Linked DNA regions of Mus musculus: region 1 is linked to region 2. Evidence: chromatin contacts called from public HiChIP or PLAC-seq data. All regions are on one chromosome and are shown on one strand. The core of a region is the stretch at or near the end of the contact, and the rest is flanking DNA. Distances in the headings are between cores, read along the strand shown. Region 1 overlaps Gucy2g (guanylate cyclase 2g). Region 2 overlaps Rbm20 (RNA binding motif protein 20).

Region 1 (3,622 bases), core at 899-3,398, 1.5 Mb after region 2:
CCAGAACCAACTCCCCAGTGTTGTCCTTGTAGCTCACATGCATGCCATGACATACACATGCCCCACCCTGTGCATACATGGATGAATGCACACACAGAGATGAATAAATATAAACAAACAAACAAATAAACACAACCAGCAAGTGGGCCTCAGTCCCTTAATTCAACCCTCTGGTGACTTGGTAGGTGGTTTTCTAACTCCCTTAGACTCTTCAGACTTCAGGCCTCCATTACTATCATGTAATATAAAGAAGGCTATGCCTCCTTTTCTTCCAGGTAGAATATCTTCCAGTCTGTAATTTAAACCACGTCTCTTTTGACTTAAAGGATCGTGTGCCAATGCTGCAAGTGTCAGCCATGTTTGACACAAACAGATTTTATTGCATAGCAAGCATCTTGATGGTTCACAGGCCAAACGCTACCCCCTACATGGAATGTGCCCCTTCCTAGCATACTCAGGACTGGTTCTTATAGTTATTTTGTGCTTTATGCCAACCCATTCTGAGACTTCCTTTTCCCAAAGAATAAGGGAGGGAAAATGTCTCCCATGGAATCTGAGTTAGTAGAAATGGGAGCGGGTGGACACTGAATTAAACCCTAGCTTTTCTTTTTACCTCCTCGTTGGTTTGTAGCTGAGAAAAACAAAACCAAAAATTTTTGTGGGAATTCCTAGTACTGGGAACTCAGAACAGCACAAGGTCCTGATGTCCACATGAGCTTCTGGGAGTCACACTTTATAGGCAAGTGGTTTTACTGAATGTGGACTTGGGCCGAAGGTGACGCTGTCATTCACTGCCTTGGGGAGCTCAGAGCTTCTTCTGGGCCCCATTGGAGATGGGATCCAGCTGGGGCATCAAAGAGGGTAAAGCCCCTCTGGAGGTGTACTTGGGATGCTGTGCTCCTGGGCGCCCTCCTCCCCCAGGGACCCTGAAAAGAACCATACCCACAATCTGAGCAAAACTCCCAAAGTTGACCTTTGTGAGTTCAGAAGGCTCTGACACTATAACACGATGATGTCATCTACAAAACCCATGCCTGAGAACTGAGTTTGTGTGTGTTTGCGTGTACATATATACCAGAAAATACCTCAGGCTTCACGTGAGTTTACAAGATTATGTTAGGTTGCATTTATAATTATCCTGAAATATGTGCAGCCCACAGGCCATGACTTGGACATTCCTGAGTGAATAGACTGACTAGAAGAATGTTAGAACTAGATCCCAGACTTCTGGTTCCCCCCACGGACAACATAATTAATCTTACAGAAGTGACCAGCAGTACCTGATTACTTTCTGAAAACTGTCATAATGAAGAAAGGGAAGGAAGAGGGACCTGTTTCCAGATTCCTGCAGAGCATAGACGGAGTAATCCACGTGCCTTTTCCCCTGGGAGTCCAAAAGCACAGGACCGGTGATTCCTGGAAAGAGAGGTTATACCAGGTGAGAGTAATGTGGCTCTCACAGCTGAACGCGGCAGCCCATCCCATCAAACATGATGCAAGGCTTTGCCATTTCACAGAACCTGAGCTAGGGTCAATACGAACACCAATGGACAGAAGATGTCTCAGAAGTGGGAGTTACACTGGGAAGGCAGGTGGACCTCTTTAGCTCCAAATTCAAGGCTCATCCAATGTCAAGAAGAAAAAAAAACCAAATGCTCAAAATTAAGCCAGCTTGCCTGCATTTCATCCAAAACTGCTTCCCATGAAATTAGAAAATGTACTGGAAGCTGAATGGCCAGAGGGCAGCAGCTGGCTGGGGATGAAGGAGAGACAGCTGCCTCTCTGGTCCCTGCCGTGCTGGCTACTCACCTCTAAGCATCCCTGAGACAGAGGATTGTAAAGGTCTGGGCCCTTCCTTCTGACTGTGGTGGGTGCTGAAGCTTTTGACAGGGTGCTCAGTTTCAGCAGGTTTGCTCGACCTGCTTGGTACATGCTAAACTCTGGTTATCAAGGAGAGACTTCGGAAAAGGGAAGAACACCTGTTCTACACCCCAAACCAGAAGCCATGCCCTGGCGTTAGGTTCCACTGAGGACAGAACAAAATATTGTCACGTATAAAGTAGCTTCTATGTGCCTGGCCCTGTGATCCTGTGATCTATGTCCCTGTGGCCCTAGAAAAGGGGTGACTCAGCCCTATCGCATGTGCCCTGGAGGCACAGGGTCCCAAGTCTTTCTTCCAGAGCCAAGGGAGGCAGAGTTGGCCCACAGTGCAGGGCTCTGAGGCCTGGTGCCCTTTTCTTTCTGTGATATTACACTGCCTTCCTTATTGTTCAGACATATACTAAAGGCAAGTCCCTTTTGGGTGTGGGGGGCATTATTAGAAGCTGTGTGTGAGAGAGAGAGTTCCCAGGGAGATGAAGATAAGAACAAGGATGAGGTTCAGGGGCCTCCTCATCCCCTGGTCAGGGAAACCTGAAGCAGTCAGGAAGCTCTAAGCCCATATGCCCTATGGAAAACTGGAATTGTGATGCGATCATAAATATTCATTAACAGAATGAGGCAGGCCTTTGAGGAAAACTATGACAGACATTCATCATCTCCAAGTCCACAGGGATGTGGCTAAGAAGCCTGAGCTCAAAGACCACCTTACCCTGCAGTGTGACCTGACCAGCTCTCAGGGTGCTAATCAGCTGCCGCCCATCCCGGAAGTCTTTCTCAGCCTTCCTCATTTCCTCCACAGTCTGAGCGTAGAGTAAGAGAGCATCGTGCAGGTAGGCAGAGTACGGGCTCACCTTCAACAAGAGAAGCAAACAAGGTGCGCACACCCCGAGCTCCCGCCACCCAGCTAGAAGAAATAATTTTCCATCCTCTGAGCACAGGACCAGCCCACGCCAGTGTGTGTGTGAGAAGGGAGGGAGCTACCTCACGCCCACACCGGATGATAGCAAACCTAGCTGTCCAAGTCTTCAGCTTTCCTTGTGGCCCCTTGTTTTCTAATTGGATCACATGCTCAGACCAAGAACGGCTCTAGAGGCTATCTGCTATTTGTGGGAAGAGGATGTGGCCTGGGTGGAAGACTCAGAAGCCAGAATGTCTGTCATTTGTCTGGCTGTGAGAGCAGAGTGAGTAGAGTGGGCTCAGCTCACTCATTTATAATCTGGGATGAAACAATTCGTGAAACATGAGTGTGGCTGGATGAGGCAGATGCCCACAGTAGTTCTTCAGTACCTGATGATTTAATCAACAAAACACACGTGCATACACGCATACACACCCCCACAAACACACACACACAAAACCACCTTTCCCCTACAGCAGCTGGAACAGAGAGATCCCTATAAATAACCATCCTTTCTCACACACGTACACACACACACACATACACACATACATACATACTCATACCTGTATATACATACACATATACACACACATACATTATACACTCACACATATATACACATTACACATTCAGACACACATAAACATACATACACACCCATATATGCACACACATACATTACAAACTCACACACATACACACAAACTCATAGATACACACATACACACCTATGTTAAACATTCACACACATAAATACACATATACATACACACACTCACACACACATGCATACACATATATACACATGTGTACACACATACATAAACACACATGCACACA
Region 2 (3,684 bases), core at 621-3,120:
GCGGGTCCTTCCTTCAGCACCTCTCATTGTCCTTGTATGCTCCACTTGTTTAAATGATTTGTCTCAGTTGGAAGGACAATCAGGACTTGGAGCACCTTCCCCTGTTGTGGAAACTGAGTATGGCAAGCTCATTTTCTAAAAGAGGAGAAACTTCAAATGCTCCAGAAACTTAAAGCACGTACTATGTGGCACATGTCTTTAATGGCAGCACTGGGGAGACAGAGGCAGGAGAATCTCTGTGAGTCTGAGACTAGCCTGGTCTACATAGCAAGCTTCAGGATAGCCGGGGCTCTGTAGAGAGACTTTACACTTGATCTTAGCCAAAAGGCCGAGAAGTGATGTAAAGATACTTTAAACAATTCATTTAATACATAAATAAGTAAGTAAATAACTATAGGGATTGGGAGGACGGTTCTGTGAACATCCAGAGAGCACAGATACTCTGCTTTGCTAGCTTTTTATACAATTTTAGAAAAATGCTTTTACATAAGTTTATGGTCAGGCAAGCAAGAAAAGTGAAGACACAGCCTATATCCAATGACAGGATTAGATTTTTCACTTTGAAAGATTTGAATTAATTATCTCTTTGTTGAGTGTGTGAGTAAATTTATTTGGCTTTTAGAGAGAGACCTTTGCAAATAGTGGTGCTACAGTATCATTTAAGGAAAAGACAGGCAAGAACTTGCTATCCTCGGCACCGTCAGGGTTGCATGCTCATCTGTATATGAAGATGGCAAACTCCAAACAGACATAACCAACACAGAGAGTTTGGAGAGCTTCACTTTGTCCTCACACATGACTCAAACTCTTGTAAAGAGCTGTTTAATGGGTACTCTCCTTAGTCACTAAACATGGCAGTGTGCAAAGCATTGTGGGCACACAGACTGGTTCTCTCTAGGAATGAGAAACCACATTTGGATTGCTAAAATGGCCTCTCCACAGAGCTCACTCATCTTGTTCATTAGAGTTGGGTGAGAAGGATGATCGATCAGTTAATACTTAAAAAGTTGCAACAGAGAAGGCAGCCTGTCACAAGGCACTTATTTCACTAGCGGTTTTCACATGATAGAGTCGTGCGCTTGCATCAGGTGTAGTTCTCTTGTGCCTTGGGGCCTTGAGAACAATCCCCTATGCTCAAATATGTGGGTAAGACAAACAAGGAGCTGTTGGCACAAAAATCTAACTGATGCTAGGGGTGTATGTTGGTTGATAGAATACTCACCCCAATGCACAAAGTTCCAGGTTCTAGGCACATTAAGAACTAAGCATGGGGGATATACGCCCATGGCCCCAGCACTTAGGAGGTGCAAGCAAACACTTATGGTGGATCTTAGGCCATAATAAGTTTTAGACCATCCTGGGATACAGGAAACTGCATCTCTAAACAACCATCACCAACAACAAAATCTCTGGATGGTTATAGTGGTCTTTACATTTTTTTTCTTTTTTTTTTTCAATCATTTTCTTAGGGGTGGGGGCTATGGTGGGACTCAAACCTAAGGTGTCTTTGTACTAGGCAGACATTCTGCCTCCGAGCTAAGTGCCAGGATATCAACCTCTTGAGAAGTGACTATATTCCGAACAGCCTTATGTCAGGGTCGGCAGCCCACCTGAAGGGCAGAGTGGAGTTGGCTCATTGGTAGGCTGCGTGGCACTGCCCACTTCTGAAATAAGACAGCTGGAGCAGCTGTTGCTTTGGGAACATTGCTGTGTGGGCCTTTATCGTCCTTTCTGATGGTTATGATCACTTTGGATGTGAGCATTTTCATAAGCAACCTCACGGGTTCATTGTCACCTCGTCCTTGGTGAGCACATTGAAATGGAGTTATTGTGAAAGACTATCTAGTTGTCCGTTCACTCCATGAAGTGCCTGATGTGTTTCCCCGAACTGCTGGAGGCCACAGAGATAGGGTTGAAAGCTGTCCTGTGCCCTTCTGAGTGGTGGGGGATCTATTTTTAACTGGTGACAAATCTGTGTTCTGTCAAGTCAAGTCAACCAGGACTTTCTGGTTTTCTGTCCTTTTGTTGACAGCTATGTAGTTTAGAGCGATCACGAGGTGGCTGGAAGATAGCGCTGGCATTTAAACACCTAGATAGGAGGGGTACAATGGAATGTATTTTTTTTTTTTGTCTTGCCATTTTTGTTTGTAAGTCATTAGTAGTTCCTTACAGGAGGGGAAGAAGCTAGAAGAAACCCTGAGAGGATCAGATAGCTTCAGACTTAGAAGGCTTTGGGTGCAGGGCACTTTACTCATGAGGGCTTTTTTTGTTTGTTTGTTTTGTTTGTTTTTTTGAGACAAGGTATTTCTGTGTAGCCCTGGCTGTCCTGGAACTCACTCTGTCGACCAGACTGGCCTCAAACTCAGAAATCCACCTGCCTCTGCCTCCCAAGTGCTGGGATTAAAAGCGTGCACCACCACGCCCGGCTCTCATGAGGGCTGTTGGTGCTTACAAAGGAAAATGTGAAATCATAGAGAGAGATGACACAGCCTTGGGTCCTGGGAGGTGGGATAAAGCTAATGCGATCAATTTAGGGTCAAGGGCAAGATTTTTGAGTGTTGCATTAAGCATTAGTTAAACCTCACTCTCTAAGTGTCACATTTGCATAATGCTTTAGAGAGTCTTTGTTTTAAAAACACAATGATACAGCTGTGTGCAGGAAGAACTGCGGGCCGAGCGACCATTGAGATTCTCACCAGTACTACCTTTGCACCTTGTGCAAATCCCCACTGGTACCTTGTCACTACAGACCTAAATGCTCTGTACAGGCCCAGCCCTGTGACGCCACCCTGTCCTCGTGACACCACACTGTTCTTGTGATGCCACACTGTCCTCAGCCCAAATGATGTCCTTGTTTGTCCGCTGCCGGAGCTGAGGACTGAACCCAGGGCCTTGCGCCTGTTAGACAGGAACTCCAGCCCTGAGCTATGCCTATTGATTGGTTGCCAGGCTTGGGATTGAATTTTGCTTGCTAGTGTTAGGCATGACGTATCCATTGCCAAACTTAATGATCAACTGCTTGTTTGCAGCTCTGAGGACTGAACCCAGAGCCTTTGTGTGTTAGGCACGGATCTAGCACAGAGCTTCCTCCCCAGCCCTTTGCTTATGTGTTTACTAGTTTGGGGGCTTTAACTAGCATTCTTTTCTCTTCTGCAGAATGAATGGGGCAGGTCCATTACCTGCCTCACGGGCCTATGGGGAAGGTCCACTGTACAGTGTATCGGTAAAATCTATGATAGAAATTAGGGCTGTCATGTCCACATCTCACTTTCTTCTGTTCATTTTTCTTTTTAGTAACCAGTGGCATTTCCTCTCACTTCTTTGCTTAAGGTTATGATTCACACACACACACACACACACACACACACACACACACACAGATACACATACACACACACACTCACACAGATACACACTCACAGATATACACATACACACACTCATACAGATACACACACACAGATACACATACACACACTCACACACACTCATACAGATACACACACACAGATACACATACACACACTCACACACACTCATACAGATACACACACACAGATACACATACACACACTCACACATATACACACACACAGACACACACAGATACACACACGCACACACTCTCACACACACTCACACAGATACACACACAGACACACACACACACTCACACACACAGAT

The links. HiChIP or PLAC-seq counts read pairs in DNA pulled down with a chosen protein or histone mark.
Region 1: an H3K27ac HiChIP or PLAC-seq map of trophoblast stem cells shows a contact between it and region 2, with 11 times the contacts expected there. The contact joins two enhancer-like sites. A contact is called at or near these places in 2 of 39 promoter capture datasets (maxillary cranial neural crest and pre-B cells), 4 of 115 datasets of contacts at active chromatin or transcription factors (embryonic stem cells, extraembryonic endoderm stem cells, pancreatic cancer cells and 1 more) and 2 of 9 other capture datasets (embryonic stem cells and embryonic trunk).

What each region holds. Positions count from the first base shown.
Region 1 is chr19:55,228,428-55,232,049 of GRCm38.p6, forward strand. Gucy2g (guanylate cyclase 2g) reads right to left here. Exons shown (of 21, transcript NM_001081076.3): 5 at 2,591-2,732; 6 at 1,281-1,416. Among named protein-coding and RNA genes, the nearest start is that of Gucy2g, 11 kb to the right of the region's middle. Within about 2 kb of position 2,149, at least 16 of the 459 cell types and tissues checked have an H3K27ac peak or open chromatin away from gene starts, as enhancers often do. A contact at or near this core is called in trophoblast stem cells, where this site is marked.
Region 2 is chr19:53,714,726-53,718,409 of GRCm38.p6, forward strand. The region is part of intron 1 of Rbm20 (RNA binding motif protein 20); the gene reads left to right. Among named protein-coding and RNA genes, the nearest start is that of Gm30943, 38 kb to the right of the region's middle. RefSeq lists an enhancer at 844-2,721. Within about 2 kb of position 1,871, at least 13 of the 459 cell types and tissues checked have an H3K27ac peak or open chromatin away from gene starts, as enhancers often do. A contact at or near this core is called in trophoblast stem cells, where this site is marked.